Linked DNA regions of Mustela erminea: region 1 is linked to region 2. A link is a contact called in public Hi-C data. All regions are on one chromosome and are shown on one strand. The core of a region is the stretch at or near the end of the contact, and the rest is flanking DNA. Distances in the headings are between cores, read along the strand shown. Region 1 overlaps RTN2 (reticulon-2). Region 2 holds the start of ERCC1 (DNA excision repair protein ERCC-1).

Evidence for each region. Hi-C and Micro-C count contacts between places; a contact is called where the count stands out from the background.
Region 1: a Hi-C map of fibroblasts shows a contact between it and region 2, with 3 times the contacts expected there. The contact joins the enhancer-like site here to the promoter of ERCC1 in region 2. A contact is called at or near these places in 3 of 3 Hi-C or Micro-C datasets (fibroblasts, skeletal muscle and spleen).

The regions. Positions count from the first base shown.
Region 1 is chr19:2,402,983-2,405,682 of mMusErm1.Pri, reverse strand. It overlaps RTN2 (reticulon-2), which reads left to right. Exons shown (of 10, transcript XM_032323337.1): 9 at 815-873; 10 at 1,104-1,610. The coding sequence ends at 1,185. Among named protein-coding and RNA genes, the nearest start is that of RTN2, 8.0 kb to the left of the region's middle. Within about 2 kb of position 1,387, the one cell type or tissue checked has open chromatin away from gene starts, as enhancers often do. A contact at or near this core is called in fibroblasts, where this site is marked.
Region 2 is chr19:2,353,577-2,356,276 of mMusErm1.Pri, reverse strand. It overlaps ERCC1 (DNA excision repair protein ERCC-1), which reads left to right and starts at 1,317. Exons shown (of 10, transcript XM_032323282.1): 1 at 1,317-1,405; 2 at 1,862-1,973. The coding sequence starts at 1,881.

The sequences.
Region 1 (2,700 bases), core at 138-2,637, 49 kb before region 2:
CAGGCTCTGATTGACAGATGTCCCAGTCAGGCACAGGTGTGTCCCAGGTGGTCTGCTGTGGATCTTCCTCAGTGCAGCTAAAGTCTAACGAATATGTCAGCAGCCAGAGAGAAGTGTTTTGATTGGTGTCGCCTGTGCAGAGCCAGGATCCAATTAACATGCCCCAACCCAAGGCAGGTGGTCTAACCGATGCTTTCACCCCGAAACTGCCAAGGACAGTCAACACTGAGTGGAGCGGCTGTTGCCCAGAACACCAAGAGAACCGAAGCCAAGTGACATATATCCCACCCAGAGACTGGCAGATGGACTGACGTTCCCTTCCCCCACACAGCTGAGACCCAAACAATACACATGCCTACCAGAGAGAGTACAAACTCCCTCGTGTGCTGGAAGCCCCAAGACTCTCAGAGTTGGTCACACTGTGAATTAAACTCGTGTTTAAGTCAATCCACTCAGAGACTTGACAACCAACACCAATGGTGCCCACACTCTCACCTGACTCACACACAGACACATGCACGTACAACTCCCTCGAAGATTCATCGTCATGCTCAGGAAACAGAACTTACTGGCAAATTCCTGTGTGTCTGCCTGACGTCATTCCCCACACAGAACTTGGCCCAATGTACTGACACTTCAGCTTGAACTTCTGACTTCCAAGACTATTTTATCAGGCTGAGAGTTGAAGGTGGAGTAATGGATCGCTCTCCCCAATTTCTCATTTAGTGGGGGGGGGGGGGGGGGGGGAGGAAGCAGCCTCCTGAATGAATCAGGGAGAAGAACCCCTCCGATCTCTCCTTCTTGGTCTCCCCAGGCCCAGATGGACCAGTATGTGGGATTGGTGACCAATCAGTTGAGCCACATCAAAGCTAAGTAAGGGCATGGGATGGAGATGGATGGGATGGGGACTGGGGAAGTTTAGGAACTTTTTTCCCAGATATTACCTGTCTCTAAATCTCTTGGGGAGGGCAGGGGCTGGGTTTGGCCACTCAGGTCCTCCATCCTGCCCCCTGGACCCCGCCCCCATCCAGATTTCCCCTTAGTTCTCTAATTCCTACGGGTCATTTGCCATCCTCTGTGACTCCCACTTGTTTCTCCCTCAGGATCCGAGCTAAGATCCCAGGGTCCGGAGCCCTTGCCTCGGCAGCAGCCGCAGTCTCCGGAGCCAAAGCCAAAGCCGAATGAAAGGGGTGTCTCTGCCTTCCGGACGCCTGCCCCCATCCCCCCGCAGCCCTCTGCCCAACTCCTCCTCCCTTCTATCCCCACCCTCCCTCCACCTCCACCCCCGCCCGAGCCATTTCCCTGGCAGGTGTCTGGATCACCCACACCAGGGAGTTTGTGGAAATTGCCTGAGCGGCCAGGACTACATCTCCCGAGAGGCTCTGCTCTAGGAGTCCTGGAAAGGCGAAGCACTTTGGCTGCGGCGCCTGCTGGGACTTGTAGTTGCCTAGATAGGGCACCCGCCCTGCACTTCCGTGACCCCGCCGCTGGAGGCGCCGTGAGAGATTGGTGTCTCCTGGACGCCACTAGCCCCAAAGCCAGGGCTTTGCATGGGGCCCAGGGGAGGCCTGAGCTTGGATTTACACTGTAATAAAGACTCCTGTGGAAAACCCAAGGCCTCCTGTGCTTCCAGCCTCCTCCAGCTTTCACCTTCCTGCACCGACAAGCACCTAAGTGCTATTCAAGGAGGAATCTTCCCCATCTATCCAGAAGGAGCTCCCTCATAATCTGTCTATATTATGAAATGATTGAGGAGAAGAGGCTGAGTGACCCTCCATGCCAGGGCTAGCCAAGCCTTTGACAGCCGTTTTCCGTTCCTGTGTCCAAGGCAGACATCACTAGTCAATCCCCACACTCTGCCCACCCAGCAGCCCTCTCACTGGAGCCCCAGATCCGTGCCCAGGTGCCTTCTGGATGGCTCCCTCCACAAACACATCCAAACCTTTAATTGTCCTATCTCATTTCCAGCTCAGGGATGTCTGCTCTGCCACTTTGTCATCAGGCTAGAGACCTCGGTGTGGCCCTGGATTCCTACTTCCTCAGCCCCAACATCTAGTAAGTCAGGAGACAATGCGTATCCTCTCTCTCAAATGTCTCTCATCCCACCGCTTCTCTCTATCCACTTACCATGGGACGGAATAAAGGGCCTCGTGGCCTTTCTGGGCCTCAGGTTCCAAAACCTACGAAGAAAGGAGGCAGGAGAATGGGTTCTTTTTTTCTTTTTTTAAAATATTTTATTTTTATTTATTTGACAGAGATCACAAGTAGGCAGAGAGGAAGGTAAAGAGAGAGGGGGAAGCAGAGTCCCTGCTGAGCACAGGGCCTGTCGCAGGGCTTGACCCTAGGACCCCGAGATCATGACCCAAGTCAAAGGCAGAGGCCCTAACCCACTGAGCTACCCAGGCCCCCCCTTTTTTTAACATTTTATTTATTTACTTGACAGCACAAGCAGGGGGAGCAGTAGGCAGAGGGAGAGGGAGAAGCAGGCTCCCCGCTGAGCAGGGGGTCCAATGAGGGACTCAATCCTAGGACCCTGGGATCATGACCTGAGCAGACGCTCAACCAACTGAGCCACCCAGTCACCCAGGAGACTGGGTTCTAATGCCCACAGAACTGGATTTGAATCCCGGCTTCACTACCTCTTGGCCGTGTGACTTTGAACAAGTGACTTCACCTCTCAAGGTCTCGGTTTCCTCAAAT
Region 2 (2,700 bases), core at 68-2,567:
GGATTAAAGACAGAAACAAAATCAGGACTCTGAAAGTATTAAAAGTAATTACAGGATATTTTTTATGACCTTGGGGGTATAGCAGTTCTCTTAAAAAACACACCAAAACCCAAAGTCAGCACCGAACAGACTGATAAACAGTTCTGAATAAACACTAAGAATTCTCTGACATAAATAAATAGTTAAAATACAAAGTACAAACTAGGAGGGGATACTTGGAATATACATAACTAAGAATTAGAATCAGAATCCATAAAGTACTCCTACAAATTAAGACTAATAAAAAAAAAAAGGCATACAACCCCATTAAAAAAATGGGCAAAGGATATGAGCAAGCAATCCACAGAAGACAAACTACATAAGACCAATAAACTCAACAAAAAGATGTTCTCTCTCCTTAGTAACCGGAGAGCCACAAGTTAGAACAGTCTGATGCTGTTCTTTCAGGAAATGACTAATTCTAACTCATCAACCAGGTCTCTGCTCAGATGTCTCTTCCTCCAGGAAGCCCTTCCCTACCCTGGGGCTCGGTTCTGCGGCCCCTTCTCGCCCCTCCCCTCCCGCCGGGGGTCCCGGGTCTCCCATCCCAGCCTTGCCCACTCCGGGCCGTCACTGGGAACTCAAGTGTGTCTCGCCCACTGGAGTGGGAGCTCCAGGAGGACAGGAGGGAGCAGTGGTTGTCAGTGGTCACTGCTGAGTCGCTAGCACTGCCCCGCCCAGGGCCAGGAACAGAGGAGGCGCTCGGGAGTACCGTGGAATGAACCAATAAATGAATGTGGAAACCGAGGCCAAGTCAATGGCCCAGAGCTGGGATGTGAACCCAAGTCTGGACTGAGAGGAGGAACCTAGGGTTTTTTTTTTTTTTTTAAGGTTTTATTTATTTATTTAACAGAGAGAGAAATCACAAGCAGGCAGAGAGGGGGGCGGGTGAAGCAGGCTCCTCGCTGAGCAGAGAGCCCGATGCGGGGCTCCATCTCAGGACCCTGAGATCATGACCTGAGCCGAAGGCAGAGGCTTAACCCACTGAGCCACCCATGCCCCGGGGAGAACCTAATTTGATCTCCCGCCATCTCCCCCCCCCCACCCCCGCAGTGAATCCTGTCCGGAGCTCGAGCACAAGCAGGTGCCTTATAAGGGCACCGAAACTGAACTTCTCGGCAACCGGAGATGTTCAGGTGGCTAGGTCAACCGCTCTCTCCAACCCAAACCTCCGCAGTCCTCCAGGACCATAGAGAGCTGCGCAGCGACCGCCCCTCTTGAAGCCCTACCCCTCTGGGGAACGGTGAGAGCGGGATCGGGGGCTAGAGAGGCCGGAAGTGCGGCGAGCCCGGGGACGCGCTGGCCGCGACGGCGGTGGGAAGCCTCGGTCCCTCTCCGGTTTTTCACTCGCGGCTCGGAGACAAGGGTGAGTCTTCGCGGCGCTCCGACCGCCGGCCCGGTCGAGAGGGGGCGGGGGGAGGAGGAGGCGATTGGCAGCCACAGGAGCCAATCAGTCGTTGTAGTGTTTCAGAGAAGGACGAGATTGAGCCAGGGGAGGGTATCAGGTGCGAGCCCTGTGGGCGGGAAGGAGGGGACGGAGGCTGGACTGGACCAACGGGGGGCGGGGCGAATAGAAAGCGGGGACCGTGAGGGGCGGGGCTAATGGTACGCCTAGACCGATGAGGGGCGGGGCGAGCTGAAGGTGGAGGCTCCCTGTGGGCGGGGCTTTAAAGAATCCGGGGCACTGGGTGTTTGGTACTGGTCGCTGCGGAGCGCCGGGATTTTTGGGGTGGGGTGGCTGTGAGTAGGGGTTCCTGCTTGGAGGATGGGAATGCAGGCCCTGGTGTCTCCCTCGCCCCCGCCGCCATGTCTTCATTTCCAGGCCCCAGAAGAACCTTGGGATGGACGAAGAGGGAGTGCGGCAGCCCTCTGGGCCACCCACGAGGAAGAAATTCTTCATACCGCTGGAGGAGGATGAGGCTCCTCCTGCAGGGGTAGGATGAGGAGATGGGGAGAAGGCTGGGAGGTTGGGCGGGCGATTGAGAGGAAGGAGGACAGGAACGGTCCTGTGGCCACCCGTGTGGATTAGGAAATGGGACCTGGGTCACTTTGGGAAAACACCTCTGCTCCGCAGGTCTGTTTCCTTTTCTGTAAAATGTCATGGTGATTCTAAGAGAGGGCTCCAGGCAGGGACAGCGAACCGGCAAGCCCTGTTTTATGTGGCCGGCACCCTGGTTTGCAAAACTTCAGTTTATTGCTGACGTTTGAGAATTGGAAGACTTTGCAATTAAAAAGAAAGTCTGCGCTTTTGGCATGTTTTGGTAAATGGAAGGAGCAGACAACACTGAGGTTGCATTCCTACGGGAAAACAATTGGCTGGTACTGAGGACCGGCTGATCACTAGGGGCTAGGAAGAAAAACGGTGGGTCAAGGGTATAGGGGGTGATGGGGGAAAGGTGCTACCTTACTTGAAGGGACTGCTTCTCCGAGGAGGTGACATCTCGCCGTGATCTGAACGAGGTGAGGGAGTGAGCTATGTGAAAACATCTGGAGGCAGAAGGGACAGCCAGCGCAAAGGCCCAGGGAGTTCGAGGGCAGCAAGAAGGCCAGTGGGGCTAGACTAGAGAGAGCAAAGGGAAAGAGGTGAGAGGTGAGACCCTCCTGAGGCAAGGGGGCAGGGACAGATCGTCCAGAGTCTTGTGGGCTGTGGTGACAGCTTTG